Regions from separate parts of the Pan paniscus genome. Here region 2 is linked to region 1. A link is a contact called in public Hi-C data. All regions are on one chromosome and are shown on one strand. Each heading gives the region's core, a stretch centred on a gene start, on an enhancer-like site or on the middle of the called end of the contact. The rest is flanking DNA. Distances are from core to core; before and after follow the strand shown.

Region 1 (3,832 bases), core at 587-3,086:
TTGCTGATGTGATTCCACCTCAATTTTCCATAAAAGGCGATGGCTGATGCTTATTATTACATTTAGAGAAACTAAATTGTTCAAAGGGCTTTCCAGTTTGCAAAGTGCTTTTAAATGTATTCTAATAGTTCTTTCGTTGCACAGAGCACCAGAGATAATAGCTAATAAGTACTGTGTTCAGTGCTTACTCAGCCTGCACCGTTCTAGCCGTTTTAACATTTAATTCATAAAATAACTCCATTGGTGGGTCCTGTTTTATAAATGTATATATTACAGATGAGCAAGGATCATTCCATTTTACAGATCAGAAACAGGTTTAAAGAGTTGAAGTAATTTGCCAAAAGCCATAGAGCTGGTTAAGCTGTGGTTTGATTTCAAGTAGTCCAGAAGCTTGTGCTTTTAACACTATGTTATCCTACAGGAAAAAAAAAAAAAAAATACAAAAAGAAAAGAAAAAAGAAAAACCCTTAGTTACATGAAGCAAGTTCTCCTAAGGCTGCAGCATGGCTTTTTGTTTTGGTTTGGTTTTTGTAATATTAACAAGAATATTATATCCTAATGGTACAATGAAAGTTTTTTTTTTTTTGGAAAGTCACAGTTTAATAAGTGCAAAATTAAGTATGTCAATACCCAAAAGGTATAGGTCATTAGGCTTAACATTGTCAGCCAACAAACCAATATTCTAAATGCATGAACTAACTACTTTTTGTATAAATATGGTAGTGCAAAGTAATTCCTTATAATAATTTGTTAGTGTCTACCAAGAAGCAGATGCTAAGATGGGATTAGATGTGCAAGAAACTTATTGGGGCAGGGATTTGGAGCAGACAGGAGCAGCCTGCAGACTGATGTAGGGCTGACATCTGTGGAACAAAAGATGGAAGAAAGGAGCATGGAGTAGGGAGAGTCTCACTGCATTCTTACAGTATCCACTCTGTGCCGTTATGAAACTCAGAGCCTATACTGTGAAGTGTTGGGGAGACATTGTTGTTTTAAAATATGGTAAATGCAGTGATAGACTGTACAGAGATATTACAGGAACACTGAGCTCTAATCTGGGCTGAAGGGGGTGGTGTGTGTGTGTGTGTGTGTGTGTGTGTGTGTGTGAAGAGGCAGGAGGGTGTTCCAGAAACGTCTTACTGGGGAAGGTCACAGCCAAGCTAAATATCAGACAATGAGTAGGGCTTAGAAGAAGAGAGGCAGCAAAAGGCTCAGTGCTGAACTGCAGGCCTCTAACCCCCTTCTGATAAGCGGCAGCCTCTGTGAGATTTCTTCTATTATTATGTAGTATTATTTAATCATTAATTTTCTTGCTTTTGTTTCTTGCCCCCAACTCCACTGCAAGGTGTTCAAGGCAGGCATCATGTCCTATTCCTTTGTTTTTCCCACAGTGCGGGACATAGTGTCTATCCAAGTGCAGGCCAAGAGGGTGAGATTTGGAAATATTACTACCATCAACTCTCCTTTGTCTAAAACAAATGTATGTCAGGGTTTTGTATCAGATTTTGTTTGCTACAATTCAAATTTGAAACCCCCTGGTGCAGGGGAAAGAGCTTGGGAGATATGGTGCAATGAACTTGGTCAGAACAGTCATATATTCTATCCTTGGAGCTGGTGGTGATGCCCCCATCACAGGCTCCTGAACTGACTGTGGGTGAGGGGTGGTCCCCCAGAAAGTTTCCCCTTATCTTCTGGTAAGGCTATACTAACCTGAAAAGAGAAAATGGATTTTCAACAACTGAAACACTGCTAAATTGCGGAACACTTATGAAGGAAGGAGACCTAAGTTGGATCTTGAAGTGTTACCCATTGTGTTCCAGTAAAAGGTCTGTCCACAGGTGGACAAGAGTCTGTTCCATTCACTGTGAAGAACGCGTAACCGGGTATGAGAGTCACTTCTGGAAATTCTGGCTTGTAAGGGTGTGTCAATGGGGCTGATGGAAAAGGTAGGGTTTATTTTTTCATCAGAGTCCAGAGGTCTTCAGAGAAGGGAACAGGCCACGAATAGAAGTTGAACTGATTGCTGGCCCTGAGACAAAAACCCTTGTCCTTTAGGGTTTATCTTCTGAGCGTGAGTGCTAACTAGGAGAGGGACATCTCTTGAGAAGGGAAAAGTCCTGTGCATAAGCTTGGTTTCAGAAGACCCTTTGGGATCCCAGGAGGGGGCAGCATAGTGCGGCCATGCTCAGCTGTCTTTTGGCTTAGCCCTTTAGTGAATGCTTACTGGGTTCTTAAGGAGAGAGAGCTAGAAGGAAAAAAATGAGTTGAACACAAGAGATATACTTCTATATTCGGCATTCTTAAACCTAAGATCTGTGACTCCAGATTTTTAAGTAACAACTTTATTGACATATATTTCACTATGATACAATTCATTTAAGTGTATAATAGTTCAGTAGTTTAGTCTATTCACAGAATTGTGCAACTTGTGTCACCATTTTAGAACATTTTCATCACTCCCTCCAAGAAAACCCTAGCCATTAGTAGTCACTCATTTTTCTATTTCCGCCTCCCCACCCCCAGCCGTAAGCAGCCACCAATCTATTTCTTTCTTCTTACTTTTTTTTTTGGTTGCCCAGGCTGGAGTGCAATGATGCAATCTTGGCTCACCACAACCTCTGGCTCCCAGGTTCAAGTGATTCTCCTGCCTCAGCCTCTGGAGTAGCTGGGATTACAGGCATGCGCCACCATGCCAGGCTAATTTTGTATTTTTAGTAGAGGCGGGGTATCTCCATGTTGGTCAGGCTGGTCTCAAACTCCCAACCTCAGGTGATCCGCCCGCCTCAGCCTCCCAAAGTGTTAGGATTACAGGCGTGAGCCACTGTGCCTGGCCGCCACTAATCTATTTCTATAGATTTGCCTGTTCTGGACATTTCATATAAATGGAATTATATGGTGTGTGTGTGTGTGTGTGTGTGTGTGTGTGTGTGTGTGTGTGTGTTTTGAGACAGGCTCTCGCTCTGTTACCTAGGCTAGAGTGCAGTGACATGACCACAGCTCACTGTACCTTTGACCTCCCAGGCTCAAGCTATCCTCCCACCTCAACCTCCTAAGTAGCTGGGACTATAATCGTGTGCTGCATCTGGCTAATTTTCTGTTTATTTTTTGTAGATACAAGGTCTCACTATGTTACCCAGGCTGGTCTCAGACCCCTGAGCCCAAGAAATTGCCGCCTTGACCTCCCAAAGTATGGGATTACAGGCATGAGCCACTTCACCCAGCCATGCTATGTGGTCTTTTGTGTCTGGCTTCTTTCATTTAGCATACATAACGTTTTCAAGATTTATTCATATTGTGGATTGAGTTAGTATCTCATTCCTTTTTATGTCCATTGTGTGGCTATACCACATTTTATTTATCTTTTCCATTGTGACAAGGATGCTTTTCATCTGGCTGACTTCTACTCAGATGCAACCTTCCTAAAAGGGACCTCACTCAGCTCTTCCCAATGTAGGTGACAACCTCTCCTCATAACACCCAGTGCTTTCCTTTCTGATCACAACTTCTTGGTGTGGATGTGGTCTATCTGTTCTGTTTCATGTGACACATATAGTGCCAATACTGCATAAATGGTTGAAATAGTATGGCATGCAGAATGGATGTTGATAACAGAGAGCTATGTGCTGGCTCTGTGGCCTGAACATAGACTTTATCACTGATGGGAGCAGGGTGCCTCCCTGTTGACTAGGGTTAAGGCAACAGTAGGAACCCTCCTGGCCAAGAGGGCTGGTATCACACAGAGAGTAAGGACTGGACAAAGAGGACTGTAATGCCTCTTTGTGACCAAGCAGGATGGATTCCTGGCATAGATTAAATCTAGGGAACATTGTCT
Region 2 (3,832 bases), core at 576-3,075, 200 kb after region 1:
AGATTAAATAATTTAATACATATATAAAGTGTTCAGAACAGTTCCTGGACCATATTAAAGAGCTATGTAAATGTTTGTCATTATTAACAGAATCATCCACATTTTCATCACTCTTACTAATATCATTAGTTCTGGTAGCAAGGCAGCATAGGTCAAGATATAGAGGTAGAAGCATATGACATAATGTGACGAGGAACTGGAGGCTAGCACTGATGATGCCCATGAGGAGTAGGGACAGGCAGGGACTGTATTATAACCTGAAATCATGATATGTTGGGTTTTTCGACTGTTTATGATCTATTTCTGCCTATTAAGATGCAAGCTTCAAGAAGAACTCCTTGAGGAACTGGTGTGGTAAATCACTCTATGCCAGATATGCAGAATAATCACTGGTAACATAGTCAGTGCTCAATAAGTTTGTTTTTTTTTTTTGAGACAGAGTCTTGCTCTGTCATCCAGGCTGGAGTGTAGTGGTACTATGTTGGCTCACTTCAACCTCCACCTCCCGGGTTCGAGCAATTCTCCTGCCTCAGCCTCCCGAGTAGCTGGGATTACAGGTGCACAACACCACACCTGGCTACTTTTTGTATTTTTAGTAGAGACGCAGTTTCACCATGTTGGCCAGGCTGGTCTTGAACTCCTGAACTCAGGTGATCTGCCTGCCTCGGCCTCCCAAAGTGCTGGGATTACAGGTGTGAGCCACCGGGCCTGTCCAACAAGTATTAATTAAATGAATAATGGGTTAAGGATTTTTGAACTTTGTCCTGAAAATGATGGTGGGTCAATGATGCAGGGTGGAACAATGGATGAAGGGCTAGGAAGCAAGTCATCAGTTTCTTGCTATAAATGATGACAAGGACTCGACTGGTCATCCCTTTGCAGATGAAAGCAAGAGACTTGGTGTTGGGATGAGGATGAGGGGTGGCCTCCGGGTGATGGTGCCATCTGTGGAGATGGAATAAGTGGGAGGAGGGGCAGATTTAGGAAAAGATGAGTATTTCCATTTGACACATATTCAAGATTTGTAGGTCTAAAGCTCAGCAGAGAGGCTGGGGTTAGAGAGCGAGGCCTGGGAATCCCTGGTGTATAAGGGGTGGTAGAGGCCCCGGGTCTGGATGGTGTGACACAGGTGGTCGTCAAGTGACCAGGCACTACTTGTTGTTCACAAGTCCCAGGGCTTTGTCTCCCCAGCAAGACTGGGTATTCTTTGGGGATGGAAATACTTTCCACTACAGCACTAAGTACACAGTACACAGCTCATTGCTAGGAAGATAGTCAAGAACAGAACTTGTAGAGCAGAAAGGAACCTTCAAAACCAAGTTATAGGAGAGAACTGAGGCCCTACATGGTTAAATCACATGCCTGAGGTCACTCAGCTAAGCAGCCACAGAGCTGGCTGTAGGATCAGGTCTCCAGACTGCCAGTCCGGTACCCTCCTGAGAAGGCCGCACTGCCTCAGAGCTGTGAGTTGAGTGAGCTGAGACAGGTGACAGGGCTTGGGCTTTGGGCTTACTTAGCTTCTATGAGCCTGTGTTTCATAATCAACAAGATTGTCAGGGGTTAACTGGGACCATGCTGCACGTAAAGCATTGTGTCTGGAACACAATAGGTGCTCAATATGTGTTTACTTTCCATTCCTTTCTTCCAAGAAGACCAGAATTTGCAATGACAAAAGAAAGGACGCAAGAGTGATGGATGCAGTTGGCTGCTGCCACCTGAAAGGCTGCAAGACTGAGAGGTGAGTGACATGACCCCGGGCATCACATTCCTCATCAGCAGACAGAAAGTGGCTATTGCTTTCCTCCAGAAGGTGTGCAAGTAGAAGCTTTGCTCCTGGTGCCAGAGTGAGCCTGTGGCTGCTTTCCCTCCCACACTCCTCACTCCTTTCTTGGCTCCGCCCTGCTGGCTCAGTGACGCAGCAGGAGGAAATTGCTCGGGCTGCAAGCAGTCTTCCAGGCTTTGCGGCTGCCAAAGGAATAATCGAGACGTCTGAGTTGAGCAGGTAAGGCAGGCAGAAGGAGGAAAGCTAGAAAACCTCGATAAGTCGATCCTGAAGAATTCTTGGGCTTTGGAGACTGGAGAGGCCAGGGGCTGGAGGACTTGGGAAGTGGGAGGGGAGCTCCCAGTCCTTGGCTGCCCGGAAGGATCTTCCTCAGTGCCCTTCCAGAGTTCTGTCAGAGTCCACACGTCATTTATCCATGTCCTCAGTTTCTCAGGCATCTCTTTGCGACTTACTCAGGTCGCACAGAGAAAGTGAAATTGAAAGCAGGATTGTCTGTTGGAGTACTTCCGCAGGCTCGTCTCTTCTCGACTCTGATGCGTCACTCAGGGCTTCCTTGATATTTCCTCTCCTTCCCGGCTCCTTTGTTTATACCAGCCCACCTCACATCTGATTGTAATGGGGACGGTCTACACAAACACTTTGGTTCAAAGATTTCATTGCCTGGTGATCGTGTATGTGTTGCACAATTAATTAAACTTCTAAGAGGCTAATCAATTAACCTCTGAGGCTTTGAAACTGTCAGAGTGGTGAGATTGCTGAAAAAGGGTTGCTTCGTGAATTCTATAGCAGATGCAGTAATTTAAATATTCAGGTAACAGTTTCGGGCTGTCTGATGATTGAACTGGATCTGTAATTCTCAGATCTGATTGACAGTTGGACGAAATTGATAGCTGCCAGTTGCCTATTCGTGTAGTAGCTATATGCACATGTGTAGGGAGAATAGAATTCACTAAGCAATTTATTTTTTCATAAAGGGATATAATTAGCTCTAACATTCATTGAGTGGCTAATATTTGCAACACTCCATACTTTAATGTACTTTACACACGACTGTATTTATTTTTGTCTCCATTTCAGGAAATAGAAAATTGAGATTCAACAATCCAAGGTTACAGGAAGTAATAGTAAAAAATTACACAGCCACAAGCTCAAACTTAGATCTCCCTAAGGTCAGAGTACAAGCTCTTTTCACTACTGCAGATACTCCTTGACTTATGATGGGGTTACATACAGATAAACCCATCCTAATTTGAAAATATTGTAGGTCAAAAGCACATTTAATACACCTAATTTGCTGAACGTCATAGCTTATCCTAGCTTACCTTAAATGTGCTCAGAACACTTACATTAGGCTACAGTTGGGCAAAATCATCTAGCTCAAAGCTTATTTTATAATAAAGTGTTAAATGTCTCATGTATTTATCGAATGCTATGCTGAAATAAAAAACAGAATGGTTGTATGTGTACTTGAAGTGTGGTTTCTACTGAATGTTTATTGCTTTTCCACCACTGCAAAGTCAAAAAATCATAAATCAAAGTCAAAAAACATAAGTCAGATATTGTCTGTACTTTAAATAGGGGCACAGGGTTGTACAAAGAGGACATGCACAGAGTCAGCAAACACAGTGATCAACCTTCCTGGTGACATAAGAATGCAAAGGGAAAAAAAGCCAAGAAATATATTTTTCTTATTGAATGAGGGTTCTTCTTTTTTTATTGATAAATAATTGATGTGCATATTTTCATGGTCTTTTTTTTTTTTTTTTTTGGAAGCCACCTATCTCTGGTAAGAATATATTTATATGACATTGAAAGCAATTTGTTAATATAGGTTAAGAATCCTAAATACAATCATATCTTTTGAATAGTCATTAAATTCTTTGAAGTCTATCATATGAAATCTATCATAAGATCTATCAAAAGAAAATAAACTAAAATAAGCTGAATTTGCTGCAACATCATTTAGAATTTTAAAATTTTTAATTTTAAAAAACCCTTTAAAAGTTATTTTTGAAAACCACTCAGTAATGGAGAAATGAAACAACTGTA

The links. A called contact is a pair of places that touch in the nucleus more often than the background predicts.
Region 2: a contact with region 1 is called in a Hi-C map of induced pluripotent stem cells, with 6 times the contacts expected there. The contact joins the promoter of RNASEL here to the promoter of NPL in region 1. A contact is called at or near these places in 3 of 3 Hi-C or Micro-C datasets (fibroblasts, induced pluripotent stem cells and lymphocytes).

What each region holds. Positions count from the first base shown.
Region 1 is chr1:66,942,868-66,946,699 of NHGRI_mPanPan1-v2.0_pri, forward strand. It overlaps NPL (N-acetylneuraminate pyruvate lyase), which reads right to left and starts at 1,837. Exons shown (of 13, transcript XM_055110756.2): 1 at 1-1,837.
Region 2 is chr1:67,138,095-67,141,926 of NHGRI_mPanPan1-v2.0_pri, forward strand. It overlaps RNASEL (ribonuclease L), which reads left to right and starts at 1,826. Exons shown (of 7, transcript XM_003824740.4): 1 at 1,826-2,002.